2 separate regions of the Anser cygnoides genome follow, and region 2 is linked to region 1. A link is a contact called in public Hi-C data. All regions are on one chromosome and are shown on one strand. The core of a region is the stretch at or near the end of the contact, and the rest is flanking DNA. Distances in the headings are between cores, read along the strand shown.

Region 1 (2,717 bases), core at 83-2,582:
CCCCACAGAAGGCTTCCTGCCAGGGGACACAGGTGAGCCCCCCACCTCAGCTCCAGCACCCCGCAGCCCCCTGTCCCAGCCCCTTCGGCACCTTGTGTTCGGTGAACTTCTGCTGGAGCAGCTCGTCCCTGACCTTGAGGCACTTCTTCAGCAGGGCCAAGTCCTTGTTGGGGAAGATCTGGGGGAGAAAAGCTCCGTTACAGCAAAGGGCTCCAGCTCAGCCCAGCGTTAGCTCCCTCCTGCAGGGCACACCCCAGCTCCTTCCTCTCTTCCCTCATGAGAAGACCACGCAGTGCCTGTGTCCACGCTCACCTGGAGCCAGGGGAAGATGTCCACCAAGCTCTCCTTGGCCACGGTGTCCACGATGCCCTGGCTGTACTCCAGCATGGCCTCGAACTCGGGGTCCCCGCGCCGGTAGGAGGAGTTGAAGCAGAGGGAGCAGACCACGTTGGTGACGGCCCGCGTGAGCTCCGGGGCCATGTCCAGGGCTGCATCCTGCGCGGCGCTGAGCGTCTCACACAGGGACGCGGCCTCCTGGCAGACTTTTTGGGGAAGGAGAGGCAGGAGAGGGGACGCTGAGCCCTGGGGGTGGCCAAGGGGGTGGCAGGAGGCACCTCCAGCAGGGGCTGAGCCTGAGGGGCTGGGCAGCAGGGAGGATGTTTGGGGCAGGATGGAGCAGAGAGGCCGGAGGTGCAATGAGGACAGAAAAGACACACACACGTGATAGCGGGGTGGCGGGGGACACTTACTGATCTTCTCGAGGGCGAGCGAGCCCTCCCCGAACATGGAGAGGGCGGCGTGCACCAGCTTGCGCTGGAACTTCCAGAGGGGGCTGTAGCTGGCGAAGGCGATGTCCTTGCCCCCCCGGGACAGCAGGTCCGTGGTCACCTGCGGGGCACACGGCCACGGGGTCACCCTGCTGCCAGGCAGCCCCACAGCATCCTCGCCCCGCACCGGGGGATCCCCCGAAGCCATCCCCCCGACTCACGGTGCGGGGCCGTCCGGCGAAAGCCTTCCCCTTCTTCAGCAGCACCTCCCTGGCGTGCTGGTAGCTGTTGACCACCACCACGTAGTGGGAGCCCATCCAGAGCCCGTAGAGGCTGCCGTAGCGGCCCTGCAGGCGCCAGAGCCGCAGGTGGAGCTGGGGGTGCCCGGCCAGCTGCAGCAGGCTCCCCACCAGCGGCAGGGCTGGCAGGCTCCGCAGCCGCCCCGTCCCCGTCCCCGTGGGACCCCGCCGGCGTGCCAGCCCCCAGGCGCACAGCAGGGCCAGGCACAGCAGCAGGGCGGCCAGCGGCAGCATGGTGGGGCGGCTGCGGGGCTGTGCGGCCCCCGCTCCTTTATACCCGCCCGGCAGCGTCCCCTTGACCCTGGGACGGGCTCGGCTGCTTATCGGGGGGATGGCGGCGGGCCGTGACGGGCGCTGGGCCAGCTCGGCAGCTGGGGAGAGGGCGGAGGGGCTGGGAGCACGGGGGGAGCCCCTGGGGGCTCCTCTGGGTGCAGTGACCGGGGCTGGGGACGGGGGAGGGCTGGGGGCTGCTGACACGCTGTGAGACCCTCCTGGTGCCCGAGAGGGGCTGGGGCACTGGGCGGCACTGGGATGCCTGGGCAATACTGGGAAGAATTGGGCAATATGGTGCAGGACTGGTTTGAATTGGTTAGTACTGGGCAGCACTGAGCAATACTGGGCAGCACTGGGCGATATGGTGCAGGAGTGGTTTGAACTGGTTAGTACTGGGCAGCACTGGGCAGCACTGGGATGCCCGGGCAGCACTGGGCAGCACTGGACAGTCCTGGGCAACATTGGGCAATACGGTGCAGGACTGGTCAGTACTGGCTAGTACTGGGCAATACTGGGCATCACTGTGCAATGTGGTGCAGAACTGGCTAGTACTGGTTAGTACTGGGGAGCACTGGGCGATATGGTGCAGGAGTTGTTTGAACTGGTTAGTACTGGGCAGCACTGGGATGCCTGGGCAGCACTGGGCAGCACTGGACAGTCCTGGGCAACATTGGGCAATACGGTGCAGGACTGGTCAGTACTGGCTAGTACTGGGCAATACTGGGCATCACTGTGCAATGTGGTGCAGAACTGGCTAGTACTGGTTAGTACTGGGGAGCACTGGGTGATATGGTGCAGGAGTGGTTTGAACTGGTTAGTACTGGGCAGCACTGGGATGCCTGGGCAGCACTGGGCAGCACTGGACAGTCCTGGGCAACATTGGGCAATACGGTGCAGGACTGGTAAGTACTGGGCAGCACTGGGCAATACTGGGCATCACTGTGCAATGTGGTGCAGAACTGGTTAGTACTGGGCACCACTGGGTGATATGGTGCAGGACTGGTTAGAACTGGTTAGTACTGGGCAGCACTGGGCAATATGGTGCAGGACCGGTCGGTACTGGGCAGCACTGGTCACCACTGGCACCCCCCCCGCCCTTCGCCTTCCCGCCTCTTCTGTCCCTCCGCGCTCGCCGTAGCGCCGCGGCGGTGGCGGGGCGTGCCGCGGGCAAGATGGCGGCGGGCGGCGCGGCGGAGGCCCAGGCGCGGTTCGGGCACTCGGTGAAGGGGCTGCTGACCGAGAAGGTGACGAGCTGCGGCACCGACGTCATCGCCCTCACCAAGCAGGTGCTGAAGGGCTCCCGCAGCGCCGAGGTGAGCGGCGGGCGCCGCCGGCGGCGGACTACAAGGCCCGGCATGCAACGCGGCCGCGGGGCCCT
Region 2 (2,717 bases), core at 106-2,605, 130 kb before region 1:
TGAGGAGCTTTCCTCCTGTGGGTCAGCTGCTGTCCATGTCTGTATCCCCATCCTCATCCCACCTGCATCCCTACCCTTGCCCCATCTGCATTCCCATCCCCGTCTCCCTTCCTGTCCCCATTCCATCCCCATCCCCATTCCATCTGCATCCCCTTCCCACCCCACCCCATCGCATCTGTATCTCCATCCCCGTTCCCATCCCACCTGTATCCCCATCCCCTCGCCATCCCATCCCATCCCACCCGTATCCCTGCCTCCATCCCCATCCCACCCTACCCCATCCCGCCCGTATCCTATCCCATCCCACCTGCATTCCCATCCCCACCTCCATTCCTGTCTCCATCCCATCCCCATCCTCACCCCACCCTGCCCCATCTGTATCTCCATCCCCATCCCCACCTCACCCTACCCCACCTGTACCCCCATCCCACCCTGCCCCACACAAACCCTATCCCCACCCCACCCCACCTGTATCCCTGCCTCCATCCCCACCCCCACCCCCATCCCATCCCATCCCACCCCACCCGCATCCCCGTCCCCATCTGCACCCCTGTCCCCATCCCATCCCACCCCATCCTGCTCCACCTGTATCCCCATCCCCATCCCCATCCCATCCCACCCCATCCCATCGCCATCCCCAACCCACCCCGTCTCACCCTACCCCATCCCATCTGTATCCCCGTCCCCATTCCCCCCCGCCCTCCCCGCTCCCCGCCGGTCCCCACCGCCGCGTGGCCGCTTGAAGCCCTCTCCCCGGCAGCGGGGCGGAGCCGGGTGACGCCTGCCCGGGAAGGGGGGGGGGGGGGGCGGCGCCGGTGCCGATCCGGACCCGCTCCCGCTCCGCTCCCGGTGCTGGTCCCGCGGTGCCGGTCCCGCAGCGCCGCTCCCCCCCCCCCCCCCCATGGGCGCCCCCCGCCGCCGGGGCTGAGCCTCAGCCGCCTCCTCCGCGGCGCCGCCCCGCGCCCGCCCCGCTCCCCCCCCCCCTCCCGGGGGCTCCGCGCCCCCCCCCCGCCGCTCGCTGCTCCCCCCCCACCCCGAGCCCCGAGCCCCGAGCCCCGAGCCCCGGCCCCGGCCGCGGCCGCCTCCCGGGGGCGGCGGAGGGAGGCCGGGCGTGGGGCCCGGCGGGCGGCGCCCGGGGCGAGCCCAAGATGGCCGGAGGCGGCGGGGGCGGGGGGCGCTGAGCGGCCCCCACCGGGCACCGGCACCGGCAGCGGGCACCGGGGGGCAGCGGGGCCGGGCCGCCCCCCCCCCCACCCCTCAGCGCCCCCCGCTCGGCTGCGGGAGGAGGAGGAGGAGGAGGAGGAGGCGGCGGCGAGGCTGCGTGCTGCCGCGGGTGGGTTTGGGGTTGGGGCTTTATTTTTTTTATTATTGATTTTTTTAATACCTTTTTTTTGTTTTTTTTTTCTCTCCCCCGGTAGGGCAGCTCAAAATGGCTGAGGGCTGACTCGGCTCGCCCCGAGCTGCGCCGCCCGTGCCCGGTTCCCGGAGCCCCCCCCCCCGGTAGCGGCTGGGCAGCCCCGGCCCGCCCCGGCCCCTTTGTTGGCTCCCTCCGGGGGCGGCTCTGGCGCTCCGGGGGCTGGAATGAGAGCGGGCTAGGCTGGAGCCCCCCCCCAGCCTGCTTCCTCCCCCCAACCCTTCTCCTTTTTTTTTTTTTTTTTTTTTTTTTTTTAAATATTTTATTTTCCTCCCCCGAAGAGGACCCAGCCCCTCGTGAGAATTCCGAGCAGGTTGATTTTGGGTCCGCGGCGCTCGGGCTCTCCCCCTCCCTCCCCTCCCTCCTTCCTCCCTCCCTCCCTCCCTTTGCGAAACCCATTTTCTTTTTTCATTCCTATTTATGAACGGAGGCAGAGGCTGGGAGGGTTGCTTTGGGCTCGGGGCTGGAATCTCGTCTGAATGATTGGCCTGTCTTCCCTCTGAGCTCTCCCATTCAAGACCTCACAATTTTGAAGCAGGCGAGAGGGGTTTTTTTTTTCTTCTCTTTTTTTTTTTTTCTTGTCTTTTTTTTCCTCTTCCTTTTTTTTTTTCGCCGCTCTGCCGGGTTAGAAGCAAACCTTTGGGGCCGCGGAGAGAAGTCGTTTTTTTTTTCACCGTCGTCATCATTGCTGTTATTTTTTTTTTTTTAATTATTTTTAATCTTCCTCCTTTTCCCGTTTTGGATCTTAACCCTTTGATCTGTTTCCTTTAAAAGACTCCGATTCCGAACTCCCATCAGGGAGAGAGGGAGGAGGAATACAGGAAAAAAAAAAAATCTGAGCGAGTCTGGGCTCTCAGCTGCTAGCCAGGTTGGTGGGGGACAAAAGTCCCTTTAAAATATTGAATGTCGGTTGCAAACCTAAGAAAAGAAAAATCAAATCCGGAGCGCTAAATTTAGGAGGTTTATATGGCACTTGGACCCTGCTGCTGGATTTTGTATGGATTTTTTTCAACCTTCGGTAAGTTTCGATTCGCCCTCGGGGATAAAAAGAGACAAATTGCTTTTGGGGGTTGTTAAGACTTCGGGTTGTAAATCCTACAGTATCACGCCTTTTTTTTTTTTTTTTTTAACCGTTTGCCTTGCTTTTTTAATGAAACGACACAGATACCGTGTTTTCGTGCTTGAGATTCCTAGAGTGCTGCCCCGTGGCTCATTTTTATTCCCGATTTTAGGGATCTGTTGAGGTTTTTTATTTACCGTGCGTGCCGGGGAGGAGGGGGGGAGCCCAGCGATTCACCCCGAG

Evidence for each region. Hi-C and Micro-C count contacts between places; a contact is called where the count stands out from the background.
Region 2: a Hi-C map of liver shows a contact between it and region 1, with 7 times the contacts expected there. The contact joins the promoter of TRIM8 here to the promoter of CYP17A1 in region 1. A contact is called at or near these places in 3 of 7 Hi-C or Micro-C datasets (all in liver).

Annotation. Positions count from the first base shown.
Region 1 is chr7:13,686,342-13,689,058 of Taihu_goose_T2T_genome, reverse strand. CYP17A1 (cytochrome P450 family 17 subfamily A member 1) reads right to left here and starts at 1,332. Exons shown (of 8, transcript XM_013174485.3): 1 at 989-1,332; 2 at 750-888; 3 at 313-542; 4 at 92-178; 5 at 1-16. The coding sequence starts at 1,300. BORCS7 (BLOC-1 related complex subunit 7) reads left to right here and starts at 2,446. Exons shown (of 4, transcript XM_067000233.1): 1 at 2,446-2,652. The coding sequence starts at 2,512.
Region 2 is chr7:13,817,686-13,820,402 of Taihu_goose_T2T_genome, reverse strand. TRIM8 (tripartite motif containing 8) reads left to right here and starts at 1,355. Exons shown (of 7, transcript XM_048060435.2): 1 at 1,355-2,432. It overlaps LOC136791219 (a long non-coding RNA gene), which reads right to left and starts at 399. Exons shown (of 2, transcript XR_010832711.1): 1 at 1-399.